Linked DNA regions of Zea mays: region 1 is linked to region 2. A link is a contact called in public Hi-C data. All regions are on one chromosome and are shown on one strand. Each heading gives the region's core, a stretch centred on a gene start, on an enhancer-like site or on the middle of the called end of the contact. The rest is flanking DNA. Distances are from core to core; before and after follow the strand shown. Region 1 holds the start of LOC100275177 (embryo sac development arrest 6). Region 2 holds the start of LOC100282274 (enzyme of the cupin superfamily).

Region 1 (6,561 bases), core at 1,034-3,533, 310 kb after region 2:
AATACAAATGGAGAGGGCTTATGGATCAAAGAGTGAGAGATGTGAATAAACCCAAGCACCTCCCTCTATTTATAAGGTGGATTCAGAAAACTTTTTTAAAATCTAAACGGTTGAAATAACGATGAGAAATCAAGAGTCGCCACATCAACACCAGACAATCGGTACCAACAAATCTTGTAGGTACCGACCTGGACTCCAACACAGTGGTGGATACCAACCAATCGTTACCGATTGGTTTGGTCCCAACGTGGTCGGTACCGACCACGCCGACCGACCAGCAAGCCCACTGGCCAGCCCATCGATTGGCTGATCAAACCGCTTATCGATTGGAGCGTGGTCGTCGGTACCGACCACACGCCAAGTCACATCGGCAATTAGTAAGAACCAGCGCTGGTCCAGCCTAAGAAAAGATCTAGCGAATTCAAATAACCAACTTATAGTATAGCCTCGTAAGGGTATTGTTAATAATATAGTCCATTGTAAGAATCTTGGAGCCTACCTTGGTATATTAGTTAGCTCTTTACTATTAATACATGGTCCACCTATCTCTCTCATAAAGTTTTTTAGTTATTATGTCTAAGACAGCTATAAGTTTACATACAGCCTTTTCTCTCCTCTTCGTCTCATCATTCAAGCTGCATACATCATGTTAATATGTTATTATACTTGCTCTAACCTATTTTGAACTATTCAAACACCTAAGTCATGCATAACTATTAGCCGGCTTCTTCCATCCATTGCAGCTTACAGAAAAAAAAATTATCCAAACGGGACCCAAGAGGACTTCGTATCTGCTGGAGATAACCAGAGAGGATCCTTGGATTGCTGGATGCCTTAACCTCGCCTGGCCTGGCTGAGCAAGCGAAAACCTGCCTGCACATGTTACAAGACAAGCTAGCCAGGATCCGAACACTTGCTCAGTTCTGTTTTCTTGCTGGGCATGGTAGTACATTGGCCAGCAAGACATCGAAGCAAGGCCCCAAATGTCTTCCGAAACCACGAAGACAGTAACGTGTGCGGGGCTGGACGAGAACTCAAGATGCAAATAAACCTACTGTATTTATTGCTTAACGAAACAATGAGTAAACATGGACATTCGCGGACGAGAGGTAAAATTGCCAGCATCATTTCCACCAAATACGGGAACCATGCATTTGGATTTGTCACAGAAAGCCCAGATGATGATGTCAATTCAAACTAATACTTAGTTACTTGTTACAGTAACAGACACTTCTTATGCTACTACCAAAGCATTACCATGTATTTACATCGATGGTGGATTCATTCACCCACGCCATATGCATCACAGGTTTTTGCCGATGAAGAGGATTTCAGCGAAAGCTAGCAACAGTACCAGTGTACCGTCTCCAGTTTCTCATCCAACAACTACACTAAATTTTTGACAGGAGGAGTTCATTTGCTAATTACCACACGAAAATTTTGAAGGGAAAGAAAGACAGAGGAATGACAAACCAGCCTGCTACGTTCAAAAGCAACGGTTCCTCTGATCGGCCGCCGCCGAGGCGAAGCAGTAGGCAATGCGGCCATGCCGCGGGCCGCGGCCACCAGTGTCATGGCCACCCGGTCACTCCTTAATCCGGAGCCAGCGTCCGAGCTGTGACGGGTTGACGACGCCGGGGATGCGGGCCCCGCCCGTCATAAGCAGGCGCGAAACGTCCGCGTAGCGCCTGCTCGGCTCCGGAGCGGGGGTTGGGGCGGGGGAGGGGGCGGCGGGATCCTTCTCCTTCAGGCGGGGTGGCTCGAGCCTCCGCTCGCCGAGGAGCGTGCCGCACCGCAGGAACTCGTGCGCCAGATACCCTGCCAGCAGCTTGTTGCCGTTGCCCCCGACCTTGGCCCCCTGTTGAGGGAGCGGCGGCTTCGCGCCAAACCTCACCGCCGGGCGATCCAGCTTGACGCCACGCGGGTCGGGCCTAGCGAACGGCGGCGGTTGCCGCTGCAGCGGGGCTGCCTGCTCCGTCGGCGACACTGAGGGATGCGGGCAATAGTCGCGCTCCTTCCGCTTCCCGAGGAAGCCATCGCCACGTGGCGCTTGCATCTCCGCGTGGATCCACAGCTCGACCTCGACGGCCCGGACGCGCCTGCTTGCTATGCCAGAGACGGAATCGCCCGACCGCGACTGGTGGGACACGAAAATGGACAAATGGTACAAGGGGAAAAAGGAAGCGGTTGAGGCCGAGAAAGGGAGGAATGAAGGCGTGGGGCGTGGCCGCGTGGGTCCCGCTGGGGCTGGGTCCCGCGAGAGGCGAACAGGCGTGGTGCGGCCGCTGCCCGCTGGGAAGGGGATCGGAGAATGAATGGGGAGTGAAGCGGGTGCAGGGGCCGGGGAAGGGCAGCGGGTGGTTGTATATATAGGCAGTCGGGTTATCTCCGCCCATTGCATTTGCTATAAATAACAAATCTACCATCGCGTTCTGGATGAGTCTGGACCTGTCCGGCAGAGGTGCAGGGGTTACTCGATGGTTTTTTTGGGCTTGTGGTCGAGTAGTCAGGATAGAATCGTCATTATATCTAGCAGGTTATTTATGGGTGTTTAGTTTAACTCACTAAAGTTTATCACACTAAAGTTTATTACATGTCATAGTGAATATTTAATTCATATTTATGAATATAAAATATAGTATAATTATAAAACTAATTACACATATAACAAATAAAATATAAGACACATTTATTAAACCTAATTAAATCTTTATTTAATACATAATATTTAAATATTAGATGTAACACTAGTTAAACTTTAAACACCTCGTTAAGGTCTTGTTCGTTTGTAAGAGATTTGAAGGGGATTGGATGAATTAAATTATTTCGTATTTAAAATTAAATATGAAGGGACTCAATCACCTCCAATCCACTTAAACCACTCCAAACCGAACATGGCCTAATTGAGCTCTTGTAAGAAATAAAAGGGCCTTTTGTCAAAATTGAATAAGATTGTGTGTGTGATTTAACTTTTTGGCTGTGCCTTTTGTCCCAAAAATAAAAAACTAAACCAAATGCTTCAATCCAGTCAATAAGTTTTTTTTAAAAAAGCCAACTTTCTTGCACTGCAAAATTGACCTATAAAACAACTTTTTGCAGCTTTCAGACGGAAGAACTTGAAAATGTATATAGAAGAGCTTTCAGCGGCTTTTAGCAGTTTTATCCAAACGACTTTTAGTTTTTTATAGCTCACAATGCACAACAACTTTTTCATAGCTCAAAGCCCATAAAAGGTTTTTTCACAGCCATAGTGCGACCAAAAAACCCTAAGAACAACTACAAGCCAACTTATTGAACTTAGGTCTAAAACTAGGGAGCCAGCTTAAGATTATTCTTGCAAGCAGCGACTACAACTTCGCGGGTTACACTCACCCACAGGCAACCTAGTACCTTGCTACCATTGTTACCTAGGTCTAGCAATTCTACTTGTGGGTACAATATCTAACGAGTGGTATAAGAGCGTGTTTGGTTCCACCACAACTAAGAGGGTGTTTGGTTCCACCCAATTAGGCATTGTTTGGATACTCTCGTATTCACCTCAATTCACATGTATTGAAGTGGAATGTGTTGTAAATTAGTTTCAGTTTTCCAATCCACCTCAATACACATGGATTAAGGTGAACACGATAGTATCCAAATCTCTACTATATTAAAGCACCAGTTTCGACGGTCGTCCCGCGTCATATTTTTACAAATAACTCCTTCTATTGTTTGAAATGGCTCACAAGACACATTCTCTTCACATCAATCGCATCTAATCCAATTCGTCTATCCACTCCCCATCCTCAACGAATCCATGCCCCGCACGGCGCGCGAGTGCCTCAATCACCCACACAATGACACAAACCTACGGACGCCATGTCTTCCATTCATAACAACGACCGGCACAACAAGTGGGCTCGCGCCAAATGCACCGCGACAGGAGCCCAACAACCCATGCGCGTCGCTCCCTAGGGGACGAGGAAAGCGGTTTCAACATACCCACACACGCTGCGTCTTCCATACATAGAAATGCGAGGAAAGCAGTTTCAATAGCTACTGGGTGGAGCCGTTTTACTCATCCTAATCCGCCCACCAACCTAGCTACAAAAGGTGGTACCGAGGCCCCTCAAGCGATAGCGGTGGTGGATCTGCTTGCCGTCGGTGCCCTGACGCTCTCTAGCTACTCCGACTTGCCTACGTCCTCCAAGATACGCACATATGTACATCTGAGTTTCTGGCTCACTGACTCCATGGACATCTTCACAGGCCTGTCCACCGAGTTCGTGTCACGTTCATGGGACCTAATGGAGACCGACGCTGCCGGGATGGAGGGCATCGATGACAAGTCACCAACCTTAGGCACGATGACGGGCATTGGCGGCAGCGTCACTTTTGGAATGCGGTGGGTACTACAGTAGACATAGGGGCAGTGTGGCGGTGTTCGGCACCACATGGATCTATGGCACGGTGCCCACCGCGGGAACCATCGGTATGGCGAGCATCAGTGAAGGGTGGCCACGGGCGCAATAGGCGGCTTCAGCACGACAGAAATTCCCAGGACGACGACAGGAGCGATGGGGCCGGGGTGTGAGCAAGATGTCGCATGGTGTGGCACGTAGTACTGCCGTCGCCGATGAGCATGATGAGCGCCATCGTCACGAGTGCTGTGGCGGAGAAGAGAGACGAAACGTCATATGTCATTGCTATCGGCTAGGAGAAGTGTTTCCTCAGGAGTGACGAGCTACAAGGCTGTCCCGCGCTTGCGACAGGTCCTTGGCGAGCATTTTATTGTAGCTCCATTCGAAGTTGAGTGTGTACCGTTTCGCCAGAGCTAGGCCAGTTGGGAACGAGATGAAGATGGTTGGTGGCCTTCTGATGCAAAGCATGGACGACTGTTGTTCGAGGCATTTGGTTCATTAGCTCATCTGTTTCTTGTAGCTGGATCGAAATTAACTATCCCTCGTGCATGACGCAAGACGATACTGGACACCGCTCAACTCATGCATGCTACATCATGAATCCTCGCATTGCCTCTGTTTGATAATTGTTGAGTCATGTTTTCTTCTCTATCAGATTATTGTGCAACAGCCAGAGACATCTTTACGGTCCATGAATTGTGTGTTTAATGTGTGTCTAAGAAAAATAAAAGGGCATAGGTTTAGTGGAAGATGTTGTGGGTCTTTAATCGGCAGTCATACCATGTGTTTATATGGAGTCAATGTCTTGAGTTATAAGTTATCAAGGTTTTTACCATATATATATCGTGAAAAGCCACCAAACCCAATACGGCAGGAAGTCGTACACATATAGTAACACCCCGTTAGCTGAAGGATGATGAGCTACAGAGAGCTCTATAAAAATAAGGATTGGGTTCTTTTTCAACTCATATTTTCTCGGTCTTTTGGATAAAATAAAGTGTAATATTTATTCTTATCATTTTAATATCTGGTCTATAGACAATATGCTCACTTTGATATTAAATCTATTTATTATTGGTATTTTTTGGGGAGGATCCATATGATTGATTTACTTCGCTCAACTATTGATTGCATTGTGGGTACGACCTCACCCTTCCCAACCAATATCATTGTAACACCCCAGGTGTTTATATTTCGCTCGACAACGAGTACGGATTTAAGCATGTAATCAGTGGATAAAACAGATTTTAAATTTTAATCATCTTTGCTTATCGCGATTTTAATATCGCATCGGTGTCGTCTATCGCGAGCGCGACATCGTTTTTATTTCTATCTATCCGGGCTCTTCTTAAATTTTCGTGATGTTCGGAACATCGTTGTTCCGAAAATCGGTGCGTCCGGTGATTATTTAAAATTCATTGCTCGCGCGAATACGAATTCGGAAGCCGCCCCACTTTGATGATTTTATTCCGAGCAGATTAATTTGAACTCGACGCCTAAAATGTTCGAGGCAAAATAATCCGAATCGCGCATCGTCCGAGAGAAATCAAGCGCGAGATTAATAATCAGGAGTATTTGGTAATGAATTGATTAAAACAGATAAAGGTAATTAGAGCCGAACTCGAATAATTTCTAATCGGTTTAACTTCAACGAAATCAGTCGTAAATTAAAATACCAAAGCCGAAATCCGTGTAGTTGGCCCGTGTGTTCTCGTCTCGATCTGAATCTCCAGATATAAATCACGAATGAAAACTCAACTGATTTCGAAAAATTTACCAAATCAAATTGTTGTTATCAATCCTAATTATTCGACCCATTTTTCGCTAAAATCTGGAGTTAGAAATATCTGCGAATTTCAAAAATAAAAAAGAAAAGAAATAAAAAAGGAAAATATCCTACCGTTTCTATCCTCCCACCACTCTTGCCGATTTCTTTTCCTGGCTGCTTTTTATCTAGGGATCCCTTTTATCGGAAAAATTTTTTGCTACAAGCCGACTGTAAACCAGGATGTTTGCAGCCCCTTACAAAAAGAAAGATAAATCCTATCCACAAACTAAAAACGTTATCTGATGGACCTGCGGGTGAAGCCTATCTTTTTTTTGTGAGGGCTGCAAACATCCTGCTTTGCAGCTGGCCTGCAACAATTGTTTTTCCCTTTTA
Region 2 (6,658 bases), core at 1,276-3,775:
AGGGGCATAATGTTTTTGAGGCTACAAGGCTATTGCGCATCTATAACGCAGTTAGAACAAATATCAGATTTATAAAAAAATAAAAATATGTATTTTTTTGTAAAAATATGGAAGTCAAGATATTTGGCTAAGACCAATATGTTTCCAAGGCTCTAAGAGGCTAGGGATATTACACAATACATGATTCATGGAATTCAAGTGTTTAGCACTTTAGTAACATAGTTAGCCACTAGCTAGGTAGCTACACAACATGTAATTAATAAGTTTACTTAGTTCTAAAATACTAGAGTAGTAAAGAATTTATCATCTCGCTAACATAATAGCAACACAATATCATGATTTAGTACATACAAAAAAAACTTACTAGTGCAATCTATTGATCAAACATAGAGTCATCTGAATAAGAAGAATGAGCACTTGAAGACTATTGATCCATGTCAATATCATGTGCATCATCTTATTGTGTATAAAGCGAGTTCGGATTGTTATGTATGAAGCAAGTTCAGGTTGATCTTCATTACATTCATTAATATCATTGAGTTTCCTCATCCTTCTTTATTACATTCATTAATTTTTTGGCCCGCCATGAAAAATAGAAATAGTGTGGCTATTTCGCTAAAGCTACGGCATTCAGCGAAGCTAAATTAGGCTATAGGGGTTGTAGCTGAATAGCGTCCAAAAGTGAAATATCATAGCTTTATGTCTTCCAAAAGGCTATAGTTGAGCTATAGCCCGCTATTTTAAACCTTAGGACACAATGCACATCCTTTCTTTTAGCGAGGTGTTTAATCTAGTTTATGCAACGAGGCAGTCTATCATCATTTCATTTCTCAGTTTTATTTGCAAAACAAGATGGTTAATCTTTCATTACCTCATTCATCGCAAACTAATAATTACTAGTACTACTATGAGAGCAAAGCCATTCTAACTAAAATTAACGAATGAATCCATAATGGATGAACTATAGTAGCTTGTTTCACCAAACCAAACACTCCATAGGTGCTATAGAAACCCCAAGCTTCTGCTTAATGTTGACTATTGTGGTGTTTTCGCCATTAACGAGCAACCATAATAACCAATATTACTCGCCAGTGTTAGGTAGTGTTTGGCATATATGCTGCTTGTTGAAAAATAATGTAGCTCCTTATTGCTAGTTTTTAATTCATCACAAGAAGTAACTAGACTAATAAATTATTGTAGAAACATCTGTTAGTACAACTTCTGCTTAAATTTGTGAATAAAGTGTGTCAAACAATGTCTTAGTTGGATACCAGTTTATTTGAGTATACATCTATTGGTTTTCCAAGACTCAACAACGCGATACTCTATTTTCGTGATTACTAATGTTGCTATAGTCAACACTAGTCATCAATTGGTTTTTTACTATAATATTTTTGGGTTAATAAATACATATGCTTTAATTTGCTATTTTTTGGTAAAGTTTAAACTGATATATTAAGATATACCAAGAATTATAAGAGATTAAATTTCATCCTAAATCAAATCATCATAAATTTGACCAAGTTTATAGATAATAATAACAATAATAAAAATATCAAATTAGCATTGTTATTCAATACATTATGAAATACATTGTCATAAGTGATCTATTTGATATGTTAGATATTAACCATCTTCTCTATAAATTTATTTAAATTAGGCTATGTTCTAAATCTCTAAAACTAATAGTTAGCGGCTAATATTAGTTGAGTGGTTTAGAATGGGTCAACTAATGGACCGACTGTTTGTTAGCTATATCCCAAATAGCCATTAGTTGTTAACTGTTCTAATCTAGACAAATCAGCTAATAGGTAGTTGATGATCGAATTATCTCTGGCACTTTCTACCTAACCGTCGATTTTTCCCTTACAAAGAAGTCAGTCTTTCTCTGAGCTTCTCCTGCCCTGGCTCTTGACCTAGCTAGGTGCACTGCCCGTCGGTTTGTGTTGAACAATTTATTTATTTTGTATGAAATTTAAGTTTGTGGAACCCACTTGTGTGGTATTTTTAAAAAAAAATTATATACTATTTATAATATTTTATTTTTTTATTTGAAATTTTTTATTTCCCAAATATTCATAGCAATAGTAGCATACTGGATAGAAATATGATTCAAAAACAAAGAGAAAGAGACAATGGCAGCAATTACATTTAGCTCATAACAATCTATTAGCTTTAGGTTTGAAACACCCCTAACTATTTAGTTAGCCGGCTAACTAACAACTTATTAGCTGGTTAACAATTTACTCTATAGAGACCTAAGTTTCACTCGGAACAAACTTCGATTCCTTGTGTTTGAGTACGGAGGAAGTATTTTGTGAACTAATTATCCATTCCTAAGCGCTGATCATTTACCCACACATTATCAAGCATCCCAAAGTCTAATCTTATGCACATGGCACATGCATAAAAGAAAATAATAAAATATTTGTCACGCTTTTTATTATTGCTCTCCGGTTTATTACAGGCGTCAGCCGGAAAAGCTTCCGCTCCCAACTGCCCTCGGACCCTCCTTCCCCCCACTACCAGAACTCCTCACCTCACTTCAGCCTCAACGCCTACCAAACTTACGCAGCCTCTCCATAACTGCGAGCTGTTGCTCCTCCTCCCGAGCTACCATTCTCCGTCGATCTCCTCCAGGCTGTAGCGCGCTGCCACGCCCGCCCATGGCCTCGGGCTCGAAACCGGACAGCATGGACACCGACCCTCTTGGCGGCGGCCTCTCCATCGCCGTCGAGCGCAACCCGCCGGAGTCGCGCCTGCAGCAGCTCGGCGTCAGGTCTTGGCCCAAGTGAGCACCGCTGCCGCCGATCACTGCCCGCTAGTTTACTTCTTGGTTTCTCGTCCCCAGCTCCTGATCGCCGTGGCGTATGTAACTGCTGCCGTGCGTGTGCAGGTGGGGTTGCCCGCCGGGGAAGTTCCCGGTGAAGTTCGACGCGCGGCAGACGTGCTACCTGCTCAAGGGCAAGGTGCGGGCGCACATCAAGGGGTCGTCGGAGTGCGTGGAGTTCGGCGCCGGCGACCTCGTCGTCTTCCCCAAGGGGCTCAGCTGCACCTGGGACGTCGCCGCCGCCGTCGACAAGTACTACAAGTTCGACTCGTCCTGACGGCTGACGCACATCGCTCCCGGCCCGGCTCCGCTGATTTGGTCCCGATTATTGGTTCGGCTGCTCGCTTAATTGTGATGATTAGCTTAATTTCCTAGCTAATTTGGTTACATATAGCCCATAGCCTTCTCTGTCGTGTAAAAAAACTGGGAGGGATGCAGCGCATCTAGCTCCCGCGTAGCGTAGCGCGTAGGCCAGTAGATATTCATCCGGCAACTGAAAAAAGAAACCCGGTCAATGCAGGGGCTGTTCAAAGTACCCCTTGTTTATTCGTCCGAGTGCAATCCATCTTGGATGCTTCTTTGACCAGCGCCCTTGGCCTGCGTTGTTTTTTTTAATAATACCTCTATCTTAAAATAGTAGTCATTTTATCTCTTGTTTTTTCTTGTTTTTTATGTCTATATTATATAAATAAAAATAGATATAGATATATATAAACATATATATTAAGTATTGTATTAATCTATTAATTATCTAAAATGAATTTTAATTTATGAGAGAGTATTCGGAAAATCTGACCAATTGCAGCGTTGGTCAAACAAAGAGTAAATTTCATTAGATACTATTGATCTCGTGTTTACATTAATTGAATATGTTTCTCATGTCTCTAAATAGTATACAGAGATATGGCCGTGCCGGAAATTTTTTGTGGCACTATACAAAAAACTAAAATAAGACCTATCTTTAGACAAAATAATATAATTTTTAATATTAATATTGTAATAATTGTTAAACAATATATAATACTTTTGCATTGTAATAAGATAATGAATATATCATGAAACATACCTGAGTTAAATTTTCGATTTCTTACGTTTTTTATAACGTGAATCATATTGTGATATTTTCTAATTGGATTCCGGCGGAAAGATATGAATTTGATGCACTGTTCAATAGACATATAAATATAGGATGTCATGTAAAAAGCAAAAACAAATTACTAGAGCCTAGAGCTAGACGCCTAGACCCAGTAGATAATTATTTTTAATACTCTCTCTATCTCAAAATAGTAGTCATTTTATCTCTTGTTTTTTATGTCTATATTAGATGAATGAAAATAGATCTAGACATATATATAAAACAAATATATTAAGTATTGTATGAACCTATTAATTATCTAAAACAAATTTTATTTTGGGACATCGAGAGTATTCGAAAGTTCTAACCAATTGCAGCGTTGGTCAAACAAAGAGTAAATTTCATTAGATACTATTGATCTCGTGTTTACATTAATTGAATATCTTTCTCATGTCTCTAAATAGTATACAGAGACAGCACCGAGCCGTAAAAATTTGTGGCACTGTAAAAAAACTAAAATAAGGCCTATCTTTAGATATAATAATATAATTCTTAATACTTTTATTAGGTGTATGCCCGTGCGTTGCTACGGAGTCAAGATATAATGGTAAAATACATTGAGATGCAAAGTACTATGATAAAATGCATTGATATGCAAAAAACTAATTGTTATTCTATACTTTTGTTAGCAGTACTAAAAGTGGATGTTTGTATACCTAAAAATAATATAAGATTGTACATGTGCTTTGTCATTGACATCTCAAATAAAATACGTTGATTCCATAGAAGGATAGTGTAAATTAATAACAAAATCAAAAAATTCTCCATCATAGATAAATAGAGTTTAGATATTCAGATGAATAAGTATAAAATAAACTTTTGATAGATTCTAGTGTTTTTTGCAATTTCAGTATGAGAGATAAGAGATATACACCAGGTATATTTCTATGAAAATTTGAAATTACAAAGAGCATGCACGTACATGCATGCTTCTAAAATTATATTTTGCATGAAAACAAAGAATAAAGATAATCCATGACGAGAACATAACTTTTGAAATCTGTTTTACTGGATACGTAATATTCTAACTTCTAAGGAACATGTTAAGTATACAAAGTTCTATCATCAAAATGTGACTTCTAAGGGAGACCAAGGAAGGGGAACTACTTGTGTTAATCGTCAAAATGTGATTTCTTCTTCCCTTTGGCCACACACAGAGAACAACCTGCGTGAGAAGAACAGCCACACCCAAAATAAGGCAAGATCTAAACAAATAGAAAAGGCAGACATAATGAGGAAATCAAAGAAGGGTGCATCCAACAAAACAAGCTATTCTATTGCTTAGTGTGTTCGTATGATGACGACAAGAGCACAAACCACAAAGTTTGTGCTCCAATGTATTGGGGATCCAATGAAGTACACCAATCATGACTGAACATCATTGTGATGATGGTGAGTATAGAACCATCACCTGTTTGTATCAAAGACAATTCTTTGTCACCTTCACACAACTAATCAATGGTCATCCTCATCAGGACCGGGGCATTCATTTGCCAGCACTTCTGGTGATTCATACTGAACAAAGTAGGAAAAGGCATCCAGTTTAAAAAAGGTATAGAAGATGTATAAAAAAATTGAGTTTCTAGAACAAAGTTCACTTTGCATCCACAATAAAGGCAATACTGGTACTGATCACACAACTTAGACAGTATGTTCTGCAAATCCTGCAAAACAACACATGGCATATTAATATCTTCCTCTTTGGCAGCACCAGCACAGTTAGTAGGATTCAGAATTTACAAATTATTTTAGAACATGTCCGTTGACGTCTTTTTCATCAAGAGGCAGAATTCACAATCCATATCCATGCTACACCTCACTGTCTTCTCAGTCTACTCCTTACTTTATCCATATCCATGTTTTAGTATTCTTGAAGCCAGAAAAAACAAGGTTGACTTATTTTTCTGTGTCTAACGACAATAGGGGTAAATTAACCACTTTATACCGAAAGTGTAGTATACATATATCAAAGCTACAATGAAACTATACAGTTGTTTCTCCTATATATCTCCCCAATTTTACCCTTCTCCCTATCATTTGAATGCTTGAGGATGATGCCATTGTTCCATTCCCCTGTGCCCATATAAAGCTACACACTGTATGGTAGATAAGCCTCAAATGCTACAGTTCAAACCCACAAAAAAATGAGAGCTGTCTTACATCTTTTTCTATCCCAAGTGAAGATGCTTTCGAGTTCTGCAGGTCATGTATAGTGTGCATCAGGGCTTCAGCAAGAGTGTTGCTGGCTCTTGCTTGCTGGGCAGGTGCAATTAGCTTGGGTCTCCTTTAACACCTTCAATGAACAGACCACAAAATAGAAAGGGACTCTCAAACTCTGTTTTAGAGTGTCTATTTCAGATTAGTTTAACAGAACGCTGTATGTGACTTTCTCCTTTCAGTTGAAGGGCAACAAATAAGTATAGTTTGGTAGGTTTTAGACCTTACTGCTTAGGGCTGGTTGTCTTTCTAAATAAGGCCATGTTTGGAACCTCTAGAGCTCATAGTTATCTGCTAAAATTAGTTGTAGACATTCCAAACATCCCTAGCTAATTGTTAGAGCTAACAATTAGTTCATTAGTTGGCTCAACCCAACGAACAATTTGTTAGCCGGCTAACTATTAGATCTAGGTTCCAAATAGGGCCTGATAAGTGCTCATCTGCAGAGAACTTACTGGATTGCTTACCTTAACCTG

The links. Hi-C and Micro-C count contacts between places; a contact is called where the count stands out from the background.
Region 1: a contact with region 2 is called in a Hi-C map of bundle sheath, with 4 times the contacts expected there. The contact joins the promoter of LOC100275177 here to the promoter of LOC100282274 in region 2. A contact is called at or near these places in 2 of 25 Hi-C or Micro-C datasets (bundle sheath and endosperm).

What each region holds. Positions count from the first base shown.
Region 1 is chr4:146,711,818-146,718,378 of Zm-B73-REFERENCE-NAM-5.0, forward strand. LOC100275177 (embryo sac development arrest 6) reads right to left here and starts at 2,284. Exons shown (of 1, transcript NM_001365865.1): 1 at 1,215-2,284. The coding sequence starts at 2,056. The coding sequence ends at 1,586.
Region 2 is chr4:146,397,518-146,404,175 of Zm-B73-REFERENCE-NAM-5.0, forward strand. It overlaps LOC100282274 (enzyme of the cupin superfamily), which reads left to right and starts at 2,526. Exons shown (of 2, transcript NM_001155186.2): 1 at 2,526-2,791; 2 at 2,897-3,477. The coding sequence starts at 2,667. The coding sequence ends at 3,107. It overlaps LOC103653785 (transcription factor bHLH130), which reads right to left. Exons shown (of 4, transcript XM_008680588.3): 3 at 6,650-6,658; 4 at 5,929-6,258. The coding sequence ends at 6,193.